Regions from separate parts of the Mus musculus genome. Here region 1 is linked to region 2. The links are chromatin contacts, called in public promoter capture Hi-C maps. All regions are on one chromosome and are shown on one strand. The core of a region is the stretch at or near the end of the contact, and the rest is flanking DNA. Distances in the headings are between cores, read along the strand shown.

Region 1 (3,434 bases), core at 47-2,546, 260 kb before region 2:
GGCAAGTCTTTCTTTTCAAACTCAGCCTGAGCTAAGAACATAGACAAGAACTTGACCTGGTAGCACAGGCTTGTAATCCCTGCCAGGAGGCTGAAGCTGGGAAGCCACAGACTCAAGGCCTGCAGTCTACAGAGCAAGGGCTTCACGGTCAGCCTGGGTGATCAACAAGTCCCTATCTAGAGATAAGGAGTAAAACGAGGGCTGCATGCCGGGCATGGTGGCGCATGCCTTTAATCCCAGCACTTGGGAGGCAGAGGCAGGCAGATCTCTGAGTACGAGGCCAGCCTGGTCTACATACAGAGTGAGTTCCAGGACAGCCAGGGATACATAGAGAAACCCTGTCTTGAAAACAAAACAAACAAACAAACAAACAAACAAAAAAAACGAGGGCTGCAGGTGAAGTGTTTGCCCAGCATGCATAAGACCCTAGGTTCAAGCCCAGCAAAATGAAATGAGGCTAGGGATATTAGTTGGTAGAGTGCTTGTCTCTAGCACACATGAAGCCCTGCATTCTGTTCTCAGCACCAAATAAAATATGATGGTAATGCTAGCACTTGGAAGGGAGAAGCAGGGAGATCAGGAGTTCAAAGTCATCCTGAGCTATGAAATTCAAGGTCAGCCAGGGACACACAAGATCTTATTTTATAGCACACACACACACACACACACACACGACTTAGGCTCTTCAGTATACTTACTTACTAGGGACCAGTTGAAATCGTTGCACATATTACTTCTCCCTTCTGTGCCATGGCGTCCCACCTCTGCAAAGTGAAAGGGTCAGCCAACCGGGTCCACCATGGCTGTGAGGGACAGTAGTGCCGGCTTGAGTAGTAAGGACTCCTACCCACCCACCGTTTGTTTGCATGGCACCCGGCCTCTCTTAGGCTCTTTACCTGTGTCAGTTCATCGATCCTTATAGCATTTATTTTTCAGAAGAAGAAATGCAGGCTGGGAGTTATAATTTCTCTAAAAATGGCACGATAAGAAAATGGTGGCAATGCCGGATGATAGTGGTGCACACCTTTAATCCCAGCACTCGGGAGGCAGAGGCAGGTGATTTCTGAGTTCGAGACCAGTCTGGTCTACAAAGTGAGTTCCAGGACAGCCAGAGCTACACAGAGAAACCCTGTCTCGAAACAAACAAACAAACAAGAAAGAAAGAGAGAGAGAAAGAAAGAAAGAAAGAAAGAAAGAAAGAAAGAGAAAAGGAAATGATAAAATGATAGCAGTAAGAATGTAACCATATAATTGCTTTTGGCAACTCAAACGTCAGGGCCCTGGTATGAACTGTTCTCTCCCTCCTGGGAGATAGGAATGATAGGCCAGCATCTCTACACGTAGAGGTTCTGGGACCTGTGTGCCATCTCTGGTTCTTACACTGCGTAGGTAGGGGAGGTGCACCCGCCTCCAGGCACCTGCAAGCTGGTCCAGGCTTGCTAAGGAAACAAGCAGGCGTTGGGCGGGGCCGGGAGGGGCCCGCGAAGGCTGTAAAAGCCGCGCAGGATGGAAGTCCAGACACTGAATCCGCGGCTATGGAGCGTCCTCACTTCCCGCTGGCGATGGGCCTTGGCCTGCTCGCATTCTGCCTCCTGACCCTGTCACCTGACGCCCGCGCCGAGCTGCGGAGCCGCAGGACCGGAGAACGCCAGAACTTGTCACCCACCGACCCGCGGGTGCAAAAGGCCGCACAGGCAGCTGTGGCCAGCTACAATATGGGCAGCGACAGCCTCTACTACTTCCGAGACACCAAAGTCATCGATGCAAAATATCAGGTGCGGTGGCTGGGACAGAGGTTGTGGGACAGGTTATGGAACAGAGTGGCTGTGGAGAGGGACAATTTGGAGAGGGACAGGGACAGGGGGACCGAGGACAGGTGACAGGAGACAGGAGATAAACAGAGAGCTGCTTAGCTTGCTACCAAACACAAGGGGGCACTAAAACCAACCATAACCCCCAGACCTTTCTATGAAATACTTCAAAACAAAACAGATTAGTAAAGTCCTCTGGAAGCAGCGCTATCTAACTATCAAAGAAATGCAGGATGCAGCCTCCTTTGGCATAACTAACCTCACTTCCCCAACCTGCCAGGTGGAGTGGAAGGGCCCAGTGTAGGTGCCACATACCATTCACCTTTACAGTCTAGCCGCAGACAGGAGCTCTCCAGCTTCTTGCCCAGCCTAGGGCTCTGCTCACACACAGAAGTTCCTGCCTCCACTCCAGGTCTGAATATGTAGGTCAGAGGGTTGCATTTGCCTGGGAGAGTGGAGACTCTTAGAGGGAGGGAAAGCATAGACACACAGGTTGGACTCCCAGGCATCTCTCACCTGCCCTGTTTGGTTCCCAGCTGGTGGCTGGCATCAAGTACTACCTGACTTTGGACATAGAAAGCACAGAGTGCCGAAAGACCAGAGTCTCTGGAGAACACATGGACCTCACCACCTGCCCTCTGGCTGCAGGGGGGCAGCAGGAGGTAACAGCACCGACCCCATCCCAACCCCATGCAGGGTCTGAGGCCCTTAGCTTGTCTATCCTGACCAGTCTATCTGGTCAGGCAGAAGCCTGGCTCCACCTGTTCGCTTTGGCTCTTGTATGACTCAGGCCAGGGTGGAGTGCAGAAGAGAGACTGGGGATTCCTCGTGGGGTAGGAGTTGCCTGAGATAAACCTGGGAGCATCTCCTGCCTTCTGATTCCATGTTTTGGGACCACTCATGGTCTGTCCCCGGCTCCAGAGAGACGTGGCCGTCAGGGGGGCTGACTTCTGGGAGGAGGAGGTTGCTGCCAACCTCACCCTCCTTGTCCTCTGTGCTTCCCTCTCAGAAACTGCGTTGCAACTTTGAGCTCCTTGAAGTCCCCTGGAAGAACACTACTCAGCTTCTAAAGCATGACTGCGTGCAGGTGTGACCGGCCCCAGGGTGACAGAGTCAGGGCCCCATGGGAACAAGCATGGTGGAGGCGCCTCAGGGCCACGGGCCACGTCTGTTGCAATAAATCTGCAGCTCTGCTTCTTGCACTGCTTTCTCCTGTGTGTTTCACTCACCCTGACCCTCACTCTGCTCCCAGTGACTCTCAGAACCCCACAGCTGACTGGGCACCATGTCCTTACCCTCCAGGGGAGCCCCTACTGATCCCTCTGAGGCAGTACTGAGGGTAGGGTCCTCAGAGGAAGCCCCTCTTCCAGACATTTTCAGTGGTCTCAGAGGAGGAAAGAAAGACACAGAAGATGGATACCGGAGACTAGCTACAGTAGGGATGTCTGTGTGAGCCAGTCCAGCCTCTCTCCCAGGGTTCATGCTGGGACTCCGAGGAGGAGGGTGTCAAAACCTGGGGTCAGGAGGGTCGCAAAGCCTGATGGCTCAGACCAGTGAGTTTTTTAGTGACACAGCTCTTGTTATTGCCCTCAAATGGTGAAGCAGCAAAGAGCACCAGCCAGC
Region 2 (3,500 bases), core at 606-3,105:
AGCAGACTGCCAAGCCTGAGAACCTAAATTCAATTCCCAGACGGTGGAAGAAGAGAGCCAACTCCGAAAAATCTTCCTCCGATTTGTACACTCGAGCTATGTTAAAGTGCACCTCTTTGCACCATCCCGCCCAGAGAGAGATACACAGAACAAATACATTTAACATGTAATTAATTTTGGGGGGGGGGGGAGATCGGGACTGGAGAGATGGCTCAGTGGTTAAGAGCATTGGCTGACTGCTCTCCGAAGGTCCCAGCAACCACACAATGGCTCACAACTATCTATACAGCTATTGTGTATTGTATATATAAAATAAATAAATAAATCTTGCCAGTTGTGGATGCGTACGCCGGTAGGATTTGGTGAAGGAGGCAGAGGCAGGAGGATCACGAGTTCAAGGCCAGCCTACAAAATCACGAGTTCGAGGTCTACAAAATAGTTCCAGGACAACCAGGGCTATACAGAGAAACCCTGTCTCAGAAAAAAAAAAAAAAAAAAACAACCAACCAAACAAACAAACAATCAAAAAAACCCAGAGGTCCTGACTTCAATTCCCAGAAACCACATGGTGGCTCACAACCATCTGTAATGGGATCTGATGCCCTCTTCTGGCATGCAGGTGTACGTGCAGATAGAGCACTCATACATAAAATAAATACACCTTTAAAAAATAAAAATAAAAGGGGGGATCACTTTAGCCCTTACAGAGGGACAAAGGGAACGGAGGCTTGACCATGGCCCAGAGTGATGGCTAGAGTCTGGGTTCTAAACCCCTCTTTAATCAGATTTTCCCTGAATATTTTCCATGAGGACAGGAACTATGTCATTCCTAACACCTATCTATGTCTTCCTAGTGCCCAGGCACACTAACTACATATAGACAATAGCCAGAAAACATTTAGGCCCAATAAGTAAACAAATGGGTGCGGTTGGAGAGATGGTCGCTCTTCCAAAGGACCTGCTTAGATTCCCATTATTCACTCAGCAGCTCACAACCATCTATCATTCCAGTTCCAGGGGATCGAACACCCTCCTCTGCCCTCTGTGGGCACTGCTTGTATGTGGTGTACAGACAAACATACAGGCAAAACACATATAAAATAAAATAGTAATTTTAAAAGTAAACACAAAATAAGCAAAGATGGAGGACAGTGAAATATACTTTTAGTCCCAGCTCAGGAGGCAGAGGTAGGTGAATCTCTGAATTTGAGGCCTCTGAAATGTGAGAAACCAGCCCCGTGAGCTATACACACCTGAGAAAAGGGTGTCCCATGCAGGGCAAACCTATCACACACACACCCCGCCCCCGCCTGGCCTAAACATGCTAGTGACTTTAATCCAACATATTATCATTCCCATTTCTCAGATAGAAAGGCTGAGTTTATGGCTTGAACATGCTGGTCAAAAGTCGCGCAGCCTAGAGTTCCTGGTGCCCTGGCTCCAGCCCACCAGCCTGTAATCCAGCAGATGAGACTGTCTTTCCCTTCTGGGTATTAACTGTCAACAAGCAAAGCTTATGGGGTGAAGTCTGGGTGGGCTTAGTGCTGGGCCTATTCCCTAGAGAGGAACCTGCGGACGTCCACCCACCATGGCCGTCTTCATTACTCAGTTGGGGAGACTCGGGTGCCGCAGAGCAAGGACTCGCCCAAGGTCGCAAGCGCGAGCGCGGCTAGAGAAACCAGGCGTCCGGCGGTCCAGACTGGGCTTCCCACAGGCGAGGGGGTGGAGATGGGGTGTGCCCGCGGTGCCAGGCGCGGCCAGCGGCGCCACCGGTGCTGCGGGGGCGGGGTCAGCGGAGGGCGGGGCGCCGGGCACCGCGGCCGCCAACGCCGCCGCGCTCGGGCTGGGCTCCGCGCACTCTTCAGCGGCCGCCGAGCCGAGCGGACGCCCCTCGGGGCCGCACCGCAGCCCCCCCGCACCCCTGCTTATCATGCCCCGAGCCAGGGCCTGGCAGCCGAAGCAGCCAGGACACCATGCCGGAGGGCGAAGGTGGAGACTGCGGGGAGGTGCCCGCGCTCGTTCCGGACGGCGAGCCGCTGCGAGAGGAGGTACCGGGGGCGAGTAGTGGGAAAGAAGCCAGGGCTGTAGAGAGGTGAAGGGGACAAGTAGAGGGGCGATCCCCGGAGAGGGATTGAGGAGGAAAGTCCCGGAGCCCCTCCAGCAATGACGTCATTGGGGAGACAGCGTTCTGGTAGGGGTCGAGGCTTCGGGATCCACGTAGGTCAAGGCAGGAATAGATGGCAGGAATGTAGGGGAGACCCTGACCCTCGACGCCCCCTCAACCATCTTCTCCTGTCCTGTGACGTCAGCCCCTGTGGCCCCCACACGTCCCTGTTCCATAGCGCAGCCGGGGATGCTGTCCGTGACTGCTTGGGCCATGGGGTCAGGCCCCCAGTCCAGCCCAGTTGCTCACGAGGTGTCGGGCGGTGCCTGCAATGCAGTAGCGGTGGCAGGGACTGGAGGTGGGGGAGGGAAAAACGGAAGAGAAAGGAGCGGAGCCTGCTGATACCTTTCTCTCCCCCACCCCCAGGTGAGGACTGAGGGCCCACTCCAGTGGCTGAGATCCCCAGACCCCCTCCCCAGCTCTAGCTAGGAGGATGTGCCAAGTGTAAGATGATAGGTGTGGAAAACAGGGTGGTGTGTGGTCTGCATGTGTGAGCGGATATAAATGCATTTTGTGGTGTGTGTGTGTGTGTGTGTGTGTGTGTGTGTGAAAGAATTCTGGTGATGTGTTCCCTGTGTCTTCAGTAGAAACATATATACCCTGTAGTCAGGTGAGCCTCTGGTGGGTCCCTTGCCTTGGGTCTTCACCCAAGAGTGTGGGTGTGTATGATTTCATGCTGTGCCTCTCTAGTGTGTTGCTAAGTATGGACTGTGGGTGTCAGGTTGCTATAGGGTGGGGTAGGCATGCACTGTGGTCAGGTGAGGGTCTTACATGTCTAGGTGCCAGAGTGTAACATGTATGTGCATATGCCCTGTGCTGATGTGGTCTTGAGTGTGTGGGTGTACCTTGCTACAGCCCTGATGTTTGTTCTCTGAAAATAAGTGAGGTTCTGTTGTTTCTTAATGAGCGATGGTGTTCCTTTGTGGTAGGTGGGTCTATGATGAGCCTGTGTTGGAGGTGTGGATGGGTGGGTGTGTGCCCCTGGCTGGCACAGGTCTAAGTGGCAGAATGCACCTGTAAATTTCATGCACCATGGGACCAGGCTGCTCTGGATGGGTCTGGGGGCCAGTCTCCTCTCCTTTTGGGCCTCTCGAGGTATGGTAGGACTGAGTAGGTGACATTACCCAGACTCCCACTCTATACCCTCCACCTTTTCTCTCCAGTTCCCTTTCCCCTTCCCATTTCCTTCTCTTCTATTGACACCAGAGCTGAGGTAGCCAGGCTGGCAGTTCTACCATGGAGAATATGCCAAGATCTTTGGGTCAAAAAGTACTTTGTGCTGCCCAGCAACTTGTGTCCCACCCCTTCCCTCAGCAGATTAGGGATGGAGGGTGGC

What was found. Capture Hi-C pulls out chosen DNA fragments and counts their contacts.
Region 1: a promoter capture Hi-C map of adipose tissue shows a contact between it and region 2. A contact is called at or near these places in 2 of 39 promoter capture datasets (both in liver), 10 of 130 datasets of targeted methods (the SCID.adh cell line, bone marrow-derived macrophages, embryonic forebrain and 4 more) and 3 of 9 other capture datasets (adipose tissue, liver and pancreatic islet).

The regions. Positions count from the first base shown.
Region 1 is chr19:5,347,436-5,350,869 of GRCm38.p6, reverse strand. It overlaps Cst6 (cystatin E/M), which reads left to right and starts at 1,296. Exons shown (of 3, transcript NM_028623.5): 1 at 1,296-1,775; 2 at 2,348-2,473; 3 at 2,821-3,434. The coding sequence starts at 1,536. The coding sequence ends at 2,904.
Region 2 is chr19:5,083,846-5,087,345 of GRCm38.p6, reverse strand. Tmem151a (transmembrane protein 151A) reads left to right here and starts at 1,855. Exons shown (of 2, transcript NM_001001885.2): 1 at 1,855-2,048. The coding sequence starts at 1,974.